Regions from separate parts of the Mus musculus genome. Here region 2 is linked to region 1. Evidence: chromatin contacts called from public HiChIP or PLAC-seq data. All regions are on one chromosome and are shown on one strand. Each heading gives the region's core, a stretch centred on a gene start, on an enhancer-like site or on the middle of the called end of the contact. The rest is flanking DNA. Distances are from core to core; before and after follow the strand shown. Region 1 holds the start of Zfp354b (zinc finger protein 354B). Region 2 holds the start of Platr20 (pluripotency associated transcript 20).

What was found. HiChIP or PLAC-seq counts read pairs in DNA pulled down with a chosen protein or histone mark.
Region 2: an H3K27ac HiChIP or PLAC-seq map of embryonic stem cells shows a contact between it and region 1, with 8 read pairs. The contact joins the promoter of Platr20 here to the promoter of Zfp354b in region 1. A contact is called at or near these places in 6 of 39 promoter capture datasets (HPC-7-derived erythroid cells, embryonic stem cells, liver and 1 more), 3 of 15 datasets of contacts at CTCF or cohesin (embryonic stem cells and stem cell-derived epiblast-like cells), 14 of 484 Hi-C or Micro-C datasets (the HL-1 cell line and embryonic stem cells), 7 of 115 datasets of contacts at active chromatin or transcription factors (embryonic stem cells and stem cell-derived neural progenitor cells) and 3 of 9 other capture datasets (adipose tissue, embryonic stem cells and macrophages).

What each region holds. Positions count from the first base shown.
Region 1 is chr11:50,929,273-50,935,584 of GRCm38.p6, reverse strand. Zfp354b (zinc finger protein 354B) reads left to right here and starts at 3,950. Exons shown (of 5, transcript NM_013744.3): 1 at 3,950-4,080; 2 at 4,600-4,684; 3 at 6,082-6,208. The coding sequence starts at 4,652.
Region 2 is chr11:51,217,364-51,223,675 of GRCm38.p6, reverse strand. It overlaps Platr20 (pluripotency associated transcript 20), which reads left to right and starts at 3,258. Exons shown (of 5, transcript NR_110444.1): 1 at 3,258-3,308; 2 at 4,123-4,218. Gm12569 (predicted gene 12569) reads right to left here and starts at 3,105. Exons shown (of 6, transcript NM_001378502.1): 1 at 3,034-3,105.

The DNA of each region.
Region 1 (6,312 bases), core at 2,701-5,200:
GTCAGCATTGCAGCATGGACGGGAGAGGTTTGTGAGGCTTCAAGCCTAGCTGAGAGCTATCTGCAGTTTATGGCCTCTCCTAGGTTGCCATGCCCCAGTGGATCGACCTACACAGAGGCACACAGGGCCAGCACTCACTCGACTCAGTGGGCTATAGAGAAGAAGATGTGAAGGTGTGAGGGGATCTCGGAGAAGTCGGAAGAAGAGGAGGAAACTGGTTATCATCAAACTATATCATATACATATATGAAGTTTTCAAAGAATAGGCGAATAAGAAGAAAGAAACTCAGGGACCACCAGTATCAGAAAGGTACACTTACAGACTGTTGGAGCTCTAGAGTTTAGAAGTATCCAAAAATGCCAGGTAGCTCCTGTGTAGTTTAGATTTTTAAAATCTTAATTTTAATAAGGCTTTTTAAAAATGCTTTAACTTCCCTTCTAGCCCACCACCCACCAGAGGTAGTGGGAAAGAAAGGTTATTAGGTTATGGGAAAAGCGGACTTGTTTAGAAATTGGTCATTAGAGCAAATCTAATCTGTGTTGTCAGGAAATCAGCAGTTTAGTTCATAGAAATCAGTAGCAGCTCGATCCACTCACAAACAGTTCATGAATATACTAGTAGTCCAGTTTAGTAGTGTTGGGATAGCAAACATGAATCAGCAGTGGTGGCATGACCCAGCAGAAACAGCCAGGTCTCTGTGAAATCAGCAAGAGTCAGCAGGAGGAACCAGGACCACTAGGGACACCAGGAGTTCTTTGCCATGCATCTCTTCATGATGTGAAAATCAGTGACGATGAAGATGTGCAACCAATGAAACATTGTAAAGCTAGTTATGCAAGTAAGTCCCTGCCTCTGTCCGTTGAGTCTTATATATCTCCCTCTAAACATTACATGCCCTCTATAGGTCTCGTCTCACCATGTGTCTCATCTCAGTAAAACTCTGCATGAGCCTGTACCAGCTAACATCATTCTGTCAATCGGCCTGAGTCCGTGGAAACAGCAAGATGCCGCCAGAACATCACCAAAAGTCTTTTGGTGTGCTTTTCTCTATGTTGTCATTATAAATGGAGCTCAGCTATGCAGTGTAAGGTGAACCAATATTTGTGTGTGGTTAGTGAAGAATCTTTCATCAGGTATCTTTTTACATGTTTGCTTTAGTAAAACTTCCTTTCCTTTTTTTTGTTCGTTTTTTTTGTTTGTTTGTTTGTTTTTTTTGTGTTTTTTTTTCGAGACAGGGTTTCTCTGTATAGCCCTGGCTATCCTGGAACTCACTTTGTAGACCAGGCTGGCCTTGAACTCAGAAATCCACCTGTCTCTGCCTCCCGAGTGCTGGGATTAAAGGTGTGTGCCACCATGCCCGGCGTAAAACTTCCTTTCACCTGTGTCCACTTTAGTGAAACATTCCTTCATGCATCTGTTTTAGCAAAACATTCTTTTACTTGTATCTGCTTCAGGAAAATACCTTTTTTTTAAAGATTTATTTATTGATTATATGTAAGTACACTGTAGCTGTCTTTAGACACTCCAGAAGAGGGAGTCAGATCTCGTTACGGATGGTTGTGAGCCACCATGTGGTTGCTGGGATTTGAACTCTGGACCTTCGGAAGAGCAGTCGGGTGCTCTTACTCACTGAGCCATCTCACCAACCCAGGAAAATACCTTTTGACATAGCTGACTTTTTAAAGAAAGCAGAAGTTGCCGGGCAGTGGTGGTGCACGCCTTTAATCCCAGCACTTGGGAGGCAGAGGCAGGTGGATTTCTGAGTTCGAGGCCAGCCTGGTCTACAGAGTGAGTTCCAGGACAGCCAGGGCTACAACAGAGAACCCTGTCTCGAAAAAAAAAAGAAAAAAAGAAAAAGAAAAGAAAGAAAAAAAGAAAAGAAACCTGGATGACAGAGTTCAGAGGGCACATCTGGAGGATTACCAGAACTCAGAAGAAAACTGGGAGAATATTGGAGAATCGAAGGCAATTAAAATAATAATAGGGAGAACTCAAGAGTCAGTGATGAGAAGACCCCAGGAATTAGTCTTAGTGATGAGAAGACCCCAGGAATTAGTCTTGTGATGAGAAGACCCCATGAATTAGTCTTAGTGATGAGAAGACCCCAGGAATTAGTCTTGAGCAACACCAGCATTTTATAAGCCGAGAAAGGGGCTCATCAGGAAGACAGTTCTGCCGCAGGAGAATTAGGAAATTCCTGTCACTGTAATGAATGCTTACAGTATTGGGTTAACGGTAGCTACAGAGAGTAGGAGCTAAGACTACTCATTCACGCCAGTGCCATGAGACCAAAACAAGAACAAGTATCTCAGAAGGTAATGGGAGGCAGAAACAGAAACTACACCTTGCAGAACTGTGAGTTCTGTTTGCAGTTAAGACAGTCAAGAAGTTCCTGGTTGTCCTGTGTTAAGTCTTTACAGGGCAAGGCTTCTCATAGTTATTAAGAAGTTTATGTTTGTCTTGTGTTAAATCCTAGTTAGTAAGTTTCTGTTTGTCCCTAGTTAAGTCCTTGTTAAATAATGTTTCTATTTGTAATTAAGAGTAACTTTGTGTTTCTTAGATCTGATGTGAACTGCTTGCAATTCCATTCAATATGTATCCTTGCCTCTGTTCCTCCCTTTTTCATTGTATCCTTTTAACTCTGGCCCCTGTGAACACCTTATCCTGTAAGAGATAAGGCTCAGCAATGGCCTGGGTGACGGGGGAGGGGTGGTGGTACCCTCCCCCACCCTGTCCCTTACCATCTGAGGTAGCACCTGGAGGGCATGAGAGTAGGAGAGCCGGTCCTGCCCTGTCACTGACTGCAGCACTCTGGAGAGCAGGCCCTACAGCTCATCTGGGCAACTCAGTGAAGATGCCCTGATGACAAAGGTGCTGGTGAGCTGACCCAAAGGCATGGGAGTAGGAGAGGTGATTCTGCCTTCTGCTGACTGTGGCATTGGGTGGCCTTGCTGAACAGTACTGGAGAGTTTACCCTGGTGATTCAGATAAGGGGCAGCCATTGAGCTCATCAACTCAGCTGCCACCCAGGCCCAGATCCAGGGCTCTGGTTGTCCCTTCCTAAAATCTGTATCATGTGTGAATTGTTGGGGCACATGAAAGGGCCAGTCCTGCCGATCCAAAGCTGTTACAGGATCTTTAACACACAGGGTGACAACAGGATAATTGGGAGGAGTCTCAGTGAGGGTCCAATATTGATGGTGTCATAGAAGCCAGAGATCTTGAACCAGATCAATGACTCATTACAACAAACATTTGCAAATGAAGATATGTGGACAGAGGGATGTACTGTATTGTGTGTCACACTGGCATACTATGGCTTCCACAATCATATTTTCTATGCTTTGGAGTGTGTGTGTGTGTGTGTGTGTGTGTGTGTGTGTGTGTTGTACATTGTACTCAGACCAGAGGTTAATATCAGGCGTCTTCATCTATCATTTTCCATTCATTCATTCATTCATTCATGTATTCATTTATTCATTCATTTTTATTTTAAATCCCAGAGTGCCAGGTTTCAGCTAGCCTTTCTTTTGCATTTTCCTGTAACACCCTCTGAGTCTAAATCAATATATAATTATTTCCACAGCTCACTGTCTACACTTTATCCTACTAAAAACCACTGCTTACCAAGTGAGGTCCCTTTTGTTCTTTGATTTATTTCAAAAGGCTTACAACATGATGTTAATACGTAACTGCCAGTCTGTTTCTGGCCGCTGTGGGCTGGCCTTACCCCATCCACACAAATGGAATTAAAATGCATACCACATCTAAGACTTCACAGAGCTAGTGACCCGGGGCCTTTTGGGAGTTTGGGGAGGGGGGGCTCTCCACCGCAGCTGCGCACCAAAGCGGTCAACTTTATATCCCAGAATCCTTGAGTCCCGAGGTAAACTACATTTCCCAGAGGCCTCTGCATCAGCTATCCTCATTATTCCCCCCTCCAGCCCCGCCCCCTGTGAGATCTATCAGGCCGCCGGGTGTCTGTGGCTCGATTCTCTGCCCTGATCTAGCTCCCCAGTCTGAGTCTCCAAGCGTGGCAGCTGCGAGCCTTCATGAGGCGTGGCGGGAGCAGGGGGGAGGTGAGCGGCCAGGCTGGAGGACACGGAGGCCTGTGGCGACTTCAGCGTGGGCCGCCATGAGTCACTGGTCCCCTTTCTGGAGTTTTCTCTGGGGATGTGGAAATTGATCCCTTGACAGCAGCAGAGCAGTTGGGTGGGCTGCACGTGGAGTGGGCCCGTGGTCAGATCTAAACGGGTGAAAAACGTTTGTGTTCCCACTGTGGCTGCACTCTGGCCTCAGTGCACTCTGATCTGAAGGGGGTTGGCACTGCCAACTGAGCTGGGGTGAACAGCATAGGGTGATGCCTGACTCGCGGAGGCATAGTGAGTCTCCTCGGTGACATGGAGTCCAGTGTCGCCTGAGTCTTGTTTCTGAAAATCTAGAGACCAGAAGAGTGGTGACCTGTCAATTCTCTGCCGCCCGCCCCCAGCTCCCGCTTTCCGTTCTGGAAGCAGAAGCGCCAGGCTCAGCTGGTGGAACGCATTCGGAGATGCGGCTTCTGAGGGGTGCGAAGCAATCTTTCTTTCTTCTTCCCTCAGATCGCATTTTTGGACACTGTACCCATCTTTGAGAAAAGCCCAGAAAGTGAGCATGGCTCCAGAGCAAAGGGAAGGGAAGTCTCAGGTGAGCGCATTGCCGTCTCAGTTCATGGCAGGAGTATTTTATATGGTTTTGGTTTTCCTTCCAGACTGAGGCTCTCCGCCCAGTAGACCCTTCACCAGGACTTGGTGCTCTTGGAGGAGCTGGTTGTCTAGGAAGCACACTGCACGCTCGCTCACAGTATATTGCGTTGCTGTTAGCTGATCCCGGTCTGTTGTGCTTACTACATTGACAGCGACATGCAGATGTCCGTTATCACTAGGGACACAGCTGGCGGAAGTCCTTTCTGGTCTGCTTCCCTCATGTTTATTTTTCTCAGCCCTCACCTGGATTGCCCATCTATTTCTTTTTGCCCTTAAGAATGCTTGCGGCGCTCCTCCATCCCGTGGTTCCCCTCCTATACTCTGTAGATCCTAGGTTTGGATTGTACCATTCTTGTGAAAACAACTACTCTTGACCTGCCATTTGGAGGAGCGGGAATATAGAGCTGCCCCCATCGAGGTGAGCTGCTGCGTGGACAGGGGAAAGCCATACTGCAGGGGACACAGTGTCAGGAGCCTCACTCTGAGAGCAAGGAGACGACTTATCAAGAAGCCATGAAGAGGGTTTCCTGGGATATTTGACAGAAAATTAGAAAGCACAGTGGGAGGCTCAAGACCGTTGATTTTTACCCTACCCCCTCTGTTACCATCTGTGGGCCTTAAATCAGTAAGTCTAACTTCTGTGTCTCAGTTCCCTTACCAATAAAATAAAAATAACAGCATCCCCTTGTAGGATTCTTGTTCTGGAGTGAGGACCGAAGCAGGAGATGGTGTGTGGGTCTTACCAGACCAGCTACACAGCTTTTTTTTTTTTTTTTTTTTTTACATTGTTGAAATGATTTCTACACATGCCTGTGTGCTGATTAGATCGGAAAGTCTTTAAGGCAAAGATTATCGTTTGTATTCTCTCCATAGTAAGTTATTTTTCCTACAGGCACTGCATGCATGTGAAAACGCAGAGTAAGGAATCTTGCTGGACATGGTGGTGCAGGGTTTTAATCCCAGTACCAGGGAGGCAGAGGCAGGTAGATCTCTGTGAGGTTGGGGCTAGTCTGGTCCACCATACCAAGTTCCAGGCCACTCAGAGCTTCATAGATTGTCTCAAAAACCAAGAACCCAAGAGACCTTTTGCCAGAAGAACTTCTAATTACCATGATGTACTTGCGCTATTGGCCATAATCCCTGTACAGAAAGCCAGGATCTGACTCACTGCTGTTGTTTGCGTGTCTGTCACCGGTTGAATTGATGACTAAATGGTAGATGACCTAGCCTCTTCAGAACCCTCAGTGACATCATTTCACGATGGCCTGTCCACCTTCCACACTGTCACCTCCCTCGTGCTGTATGAGGCTGCTGAGATGGAACGGCTTTCCCTCACAGGTGTCGGTGACGTTTGAAGACGTGGCCGTGCTCTTTACCCGGGATGAGTGGAAGAAGCTGGTTCCCTCTCAGAGAAGCCTGTACCGTGAGGTGATGCTGGAGAACTACAGCAACCTGGCCTCGCTGGGTAAGAGAGTGCCCTGTGGGCAGAGACTCACAATCGAGACCTCAGTGCCTTCTTCCCCGAATGAAGACTGTGGTCATTAAAACACTCTAGCTGAGGTTTGCTGT
Region 2 (6,312 bases), core at 2,009-4,508, 290 kb before region 1:
ATTTGGCTGACATCCTAGACAGAGGACAACGGAGACCAGGAAGTAGAGAATTCCTCAGGTACCAACTCCTTAAGGTCTGCCTGTGAGGGAAAAGTATTTTGTCCCATATTCTCCTCCCCAGTCAGAACTGCTTTCCTAGGTCCTACATAGACTCTGGGCCCAAGGGAGATCTCAGCTTTCTGGAATCCCGATTTCCTGCCATGACTCTGAAGGAATGGGACTGAGACAGCTTCAAATAGGAAAACTTCCTGGGTGGGCCGTGTACCCTAGAAAACCTTCCCTGAGCTCTGACATAGTTTATAAAAGAAAACACTTGTACGTATCTCAGAGTGACCATGTCTTATAGCTGAAAGGGACTCAGGAACATGCTAAATTCAGGGCTTGCCCACAAGGGTTACTCATTTCCCAAACTTTCATACAGAAAAGTCTGGCTGGGTAGTATGAAGAAGAGTCTCTGGAAAATGGTCAGGTGAGCATATTTGTAAAGTCAACTGTTCTCATCACAATTCTCTGTCCCTTGCAGGTCCTTCAGACAGATGATGGAGTCACTGGGAAATCTCCCTGCAGGAGTGGGAGATCACAAGGAGGCCTAGAGCACTTTCACAGGAGCTCTATCACAGGGCCTGCAGAAGAGCTAGAGTAGCTGTTTGCACTTGCTGCTGAGCCTGAAGGATCTGTACAGCACTCTATGCAATGAGAGAACAAGGCGAGGCCCCTAGTTTTCTCCTTATGGGGAGGCTGTGCCCAGGATCCTGGACTCCAGGCAGCACAGACACTTTTCAGATTTGCTCTTTTATATTTTTACCTTCTATCCTAGAGAGGGGCATCCACAGGCACAGCTACTCTTCTTCCCTAAGCAGCGGCAAGAATGACAAGACCATCCACTCTCCACACTTCTACCTGCGCGCACAGGAAGAGCTTGCTAGTCTCTAGACAGACCTGACTGGGAGCCCTGTAGACTTCGATGTGTTCAAAACAGAAATGAAGATGGAATTTCACAGGCAGAGAACCAGACTGTGGAAGAGTTGCTTATCCGTTCTTGGTTTTCTCAGGTCCTCTCTGCGATGGTTCCACCCACCTCCAGCTTGGCCTAAATCCTCAGAATTGAGAATTCTTGACAGGTTCAGTGTACCTCCAAATACCTATGTGCACCAGCTTCAGGACTGGGAAACTTCAATTGTCCCCATCACCAGTGACAATCCTGGAGGATCATTTCAACAGGAGTTCTCCAAGATAAGTGTCATAGCTAGTTCATGCCTCTGACCGAGGAGACCCCAGCTTCCCTAGAAAGTTTCAACCTCAGAGGACAATCCAGATCATCAGCAAAGATAATAGAATCTCAGTTATCCTCTCTGAAGAACTGTGGATACCCCTTGTCCTGTGGTGCCCATGTCTGCCTCACATCAGAATAAAATGCAATACTAAATGAGTGGATAGGACTCCATTCTTTATGCCTTGTTCTTGATCTTCCAAGGAAACCATAACTATTGAAAGGGAGGGGACCTGCGTAGGGTGAGATGGTCACCTAGAAAGGTGGTTAGGGGGCTGACTTTTCATCTCTCTGCTAGTCTTCTGTTGTGGAGGCTCCATTTCTAGAACGGCAACCTTTAGTGCCAGGAGAGCCATTCAATCTCATCTCCACTCTCTCTTCTGTGATCAGAGAATTTCTGTTAACTGTGCTCATGGTTTCTGGATAAACTGAAGACATGACTGCTCATGGTATGCTCAACCAGGGATTTTTCTTGTTGTAAATATGAGAGAGAGAAAACAGCCAGGGGCACCTGTGAGAGCCCAGAGCAGAGAGAATAGAGCAGATCGAGCATGTTCAGCAGACTAGATCTGGCTAGGAGAAAAACAGAGAGGAGATGAGAACCAGAGAGTGGAGCCCGGAGAGAGGGGGAACTCAGGAGAGCAGTGGAGGAGAGGGAAGAGCAGGAGGAAGGGAGAGAGGGAAGCCAAGGGCCGAAGGCATTAAGTAGCAGGATTATAAAGAGAATGAGGATCTGGACGGAACTAATCCCGCGAGTTGGGTTCTTCTTCTTTTCATTAAAAATAGATTCTTCTCTCATACACTATATCCCACCAACATTTCTCTTCCCACCATGCCTACCATCTACCCCACTCCCCTCCCCTCTGGATCCACTCCCCCTCAACATCCCTTCTTAAAAGAGCAGGCTTCCAAGAGACCACAACCAATTGTACACACAAAAAGAAAATACCATAGGACAAAGAAAAAGCCCTCAACCGAGTCTAGACAAGGCAACCTAAGAGGGGAAAAATAAATTGTCCTAAGTGCAGTCCAAAGTGTCAAAGACACACCCACTCCCACAGTTAGGAGTTCCACAAGAACAACAAGCTAACCGCCACAACATATATGCAGAGGACCGGATACAGATTTCTGTAGGTCCGGTGCTTGCTTTAGTTTCTGTAAACCATATGTGTCCTGCTTAGTTGATTTGGTGGGTCATATTCTCCTGGTGTCCTTTAGCCCCTCTGACTCCCAAGGTCTTTCCGCCACCTCTTACATGGAATTTCCGGAGCTCCGGCGGACTCCAGTTTAGACTCTCTCCACATAAAGTCTTAACTGTGGATCTCTGCATTTGCTCCCATGTACTGCTGGAGGAAGCCTCTCTGATGACAACGGGACAAGTCACTAATCTCTAATCACAGTAAAATATCATTAGGAATCATTTTTTAAAAAAAGACTAGTCGTGTTTGGTTCTACTCTAGATCTCTGGACTATTCAGTTTCCATTTTCTGGCCTTCCAAGAAGTGTCAGGCAAGGGCGCCCGCCCGCTCACGGAGTAGGTAAGCCTCAAGTTAAATCAGACATTGCTTTCTACTCTCACAAATTCAGTACCGCCATTACCCCAGCACATCTTGCAAGCAGGACACATTGTAGGTCAGAGGTTTTGTGGCGGGGCTGGCTTATTTAAGATATGGGATGAGACAGGGTCTCACCTCATAATCCTGGCTGTCCTAGATCTCGCTATGTAGACCAAGTTGGCGGGCAACTCACAGAGATTCACCTACCTCTGTCACAGGAGTGCCCGGATTAAAGGCATGCACCACCCTGTCTTGTTGGAGTGTTGTTTTGTACACTGTGTGAAGATGTGTCTCTGTCCTTCCTTGCCTGCCTAAGGCACCTTCCGATTGGTTAAAATAAAAAGCCTATGGCCTATAGCAAAAGGCAGACTAAGAATAGTAAGGTGGGACTTCCGGACAGAGAGGGGAACTCTGGGAAAGAGAGACGGGCGGGAGATTTGCTACTGTGATGCGGAGAAAGTTGGACGTATGTAACCGAGGAGGTAACTAGGCAGAACTTAGTATAAATGGGCTAATGGAGTTACGAGCTAGTTAGGAGCAAGCCTAAGCTAAGACCAAAAGTATTGTAAGTAAATATGAGCCTTTATGCCATTATTTGGGAACTGAGGTGGACATAGAGAAAGACCCACAGTTGCGTTTGGTGCTCAATGTGCGGAAGAAAATCCAAGCTTAGAGCCTGGGGAAAGTCCTGGGTGAAGGCGGCTTCCTAGCCAAAGAGCAGGGAAGAAGCAGGAGACCGCCAGAGGCCGAGTGCTTCTTTAAGAAGCCCTCACTGAGCAGAAAAACCAGATCCACTATCAGAGCCTCGGGGCAGAGAAGGTCAGAGCAGCTTTAGACAGACACCTGGGAGCCAGGCCACTCGGGGTGCATGCACATACTTAGCCACACTTAGCACACCACAGCCACCACCCACCCCATCCCCAAGGCACAGCCACACGCACAATCTGACTATGTTGCGTGGCAGGCTTCGTCTCTGCTCATAGCTTCAACAGTGGAAAGGCTGAAGTCAGCCCACACTACTCCAGTGAGAGTCTTGGTGCTAACAGAGGTCTGAGCAAGCAGCCCCGGGGGCTTACACATGTGGGCCCAGGACAGGCAGGCACCCCATCCTACACACTCTGTGAGCTACTGGCAAAGCGAACAGATCAGGTCCCTGCACTCCAAAGCCCAGAAGCCTCGGCTCTTCCAGTAAACTGTTAGACTGAGCTGAACAGGGGGTCCAACTATTCCTTGTGGGCTTAAGGGCTGGGGCGGGGCCAACAGCGGGCTTGACTGGGAGCTGAATGTCTGGAACAGGGTTACCCTCAGTGGGAGGTGCAAGCCGCCGAACAGCTCAACAGAGACAACACGCGGAAGATACCTATCTAAGCCCAGACAGAAGCCCTTGAACAGGTAAAAAAAATATTTGGAATTATGCTTCAGTGCTAAAGAAAGAAAAGAAAAAAATAATTTAAAAATTAATAAAATAAAATCTCTTTGGGAAGGAGAGAGTTAGAGATTGAAAAAGAAAAAAATTCTGTGTTAAGAAATGGAAAACACAACAACACAGGGCATCTGGATTCCATATAATTTTGATACGATCATCAGCATACAAATAATTACACTTTCAGTAATGATGGCAATTTTAGATATCCTGTTTAAGAGAGATGAAAATAAAGCAGACTTAGAGAAGGAAAGACTGAAAAATTAAAGGCTGGAATGGAGGTAATAGGAAAGAGATTGGGAAATTCCGATTCGAAATAAATGATCTTCAGAGGTAGCCAGACCAAAGCCTAGAGCCACCTTGTAACTCTAGCCCTGTTCCAGACATTCAGCTAGCTAGTCAAATTTAATGGCAGCCTATTAAATTTCTAGATAAAGAGACTTATGCCGAGTTAAGAATATAGATCTGTTTAATGATGCCATACTATAGATTATATGTTTCAGTTTGTAGAGTTTGAAGAATTACAGTATATACATATGTTAATGCATCATACAATTGATGCACACTCAGGATTTCCATATGCTTTTGCCTTAAATTCTGAGAGAAATGATTCTGAGAGTGCACATTTATTAGAGATGGTGGCCATCTTGGAAATGCCTTTACAGACTGAAGCTGATGATGCTACTGTCTATGTAGCTATTAGAATACAGCCATATTGTAGACATTATCACACAGAGCATGTCACAGGTGTATCTTACATTGCTATAGGTCAGTCAGTTATGAAAGGATCTACCTATGCTTTAAAGAACATGCTAATAGACAGAAGAGGGACATGGGCTCTTAAGCCCATGTGGTGGTTTGAATGAAAATGGCCCCCATAGGCTCATAGGGGTTGGTAGTATTGGGAGGTGTGGCCCTGTTGGAGTAGGTCTGGCCTTAGAGCAAGTGTGTCACTCAGGCATGGGCTTTGGGGTTTCAGATGCTCAAGTCAGGCCCAGTCTCTCTCTTCCTGTGCCTGGGAAACCAGATGTAGAACTCTCAGCCTCCTCTCCAGCACCATGTCTACTTGTGTACAACCATGCTTCCTTCCCATCATAATGATTATGGATTAAACCTCTGAACTGTAATCCAGCTCAAATTAAATATTTTCCTTTATAAGAATTGCCACAGTCATGGTATCTCTTCACAGCAATAAAACCCTAACTAAGACACACAGATAAACTTTTCTTCCCCTACACTATATCAGGACTGTGCTTATTGCCACATTAAGGTAACTAGCACACTGAACTGGTGATAAGACACATGGAGTTTGATGAAAATTGGTTCTAGGTTTGTGGCAGGAATGTGGAAGAGTTTGAAGGTTCATGTTAGAGAAGCCTGAGAATGTCATCAATGTCTTTCTTTATATATAATTTATTTATTTATGTATTTAATATTTATTACTTTTTTTCTGTGCATTGCTGTTTTGCCTGTCTGTATATTTGTATGAGGGTGTCAGGACCCCTGGAGCTGGAGTTACAGATGGTTGTGAACCACTATGTGGGTGCTGGAATATTAAGCCCAGGTCCTTTGGAAGAGTAGTTGGTTCTCTTAACCACTGAGTCACCCCCTTGTCCCCCATCATTAATGTCTTAATGGGACATTCTGGTGAGGATGCAGAATACTGTAATTCCAGTAGTCATCTAGACAGTAAGCACTGTGCTAATGAGACGTCACATGAGAACGGAGACTCTATATAAACTGGGAAGAGAAGCCATGTTGCATTATGACAAAGGGCTTGTGTATATTCTGCACGTGTCCTGAAACTTTGATGGAGGTTTCCAGTTCAAAAGCCATGAAGCTGCTGGATGAACTTCGAAGGCAACGTAGCCTTCAGGCTGTAGCATGGTTACCGCAGACTACTTTTAACCAGGTTGACATTGAGAATTGTAAACGAACAGGCAGAATGGGAGTTGAGAGAGCTACATTTTGGCCAGGAAACAGGATCATGCACAGTTAAAGGTGCTGAGTGAGCAAGATGTGAGCAAAAGTGCGATGCAGGCGAAGTGACAGGACCTGTTAAG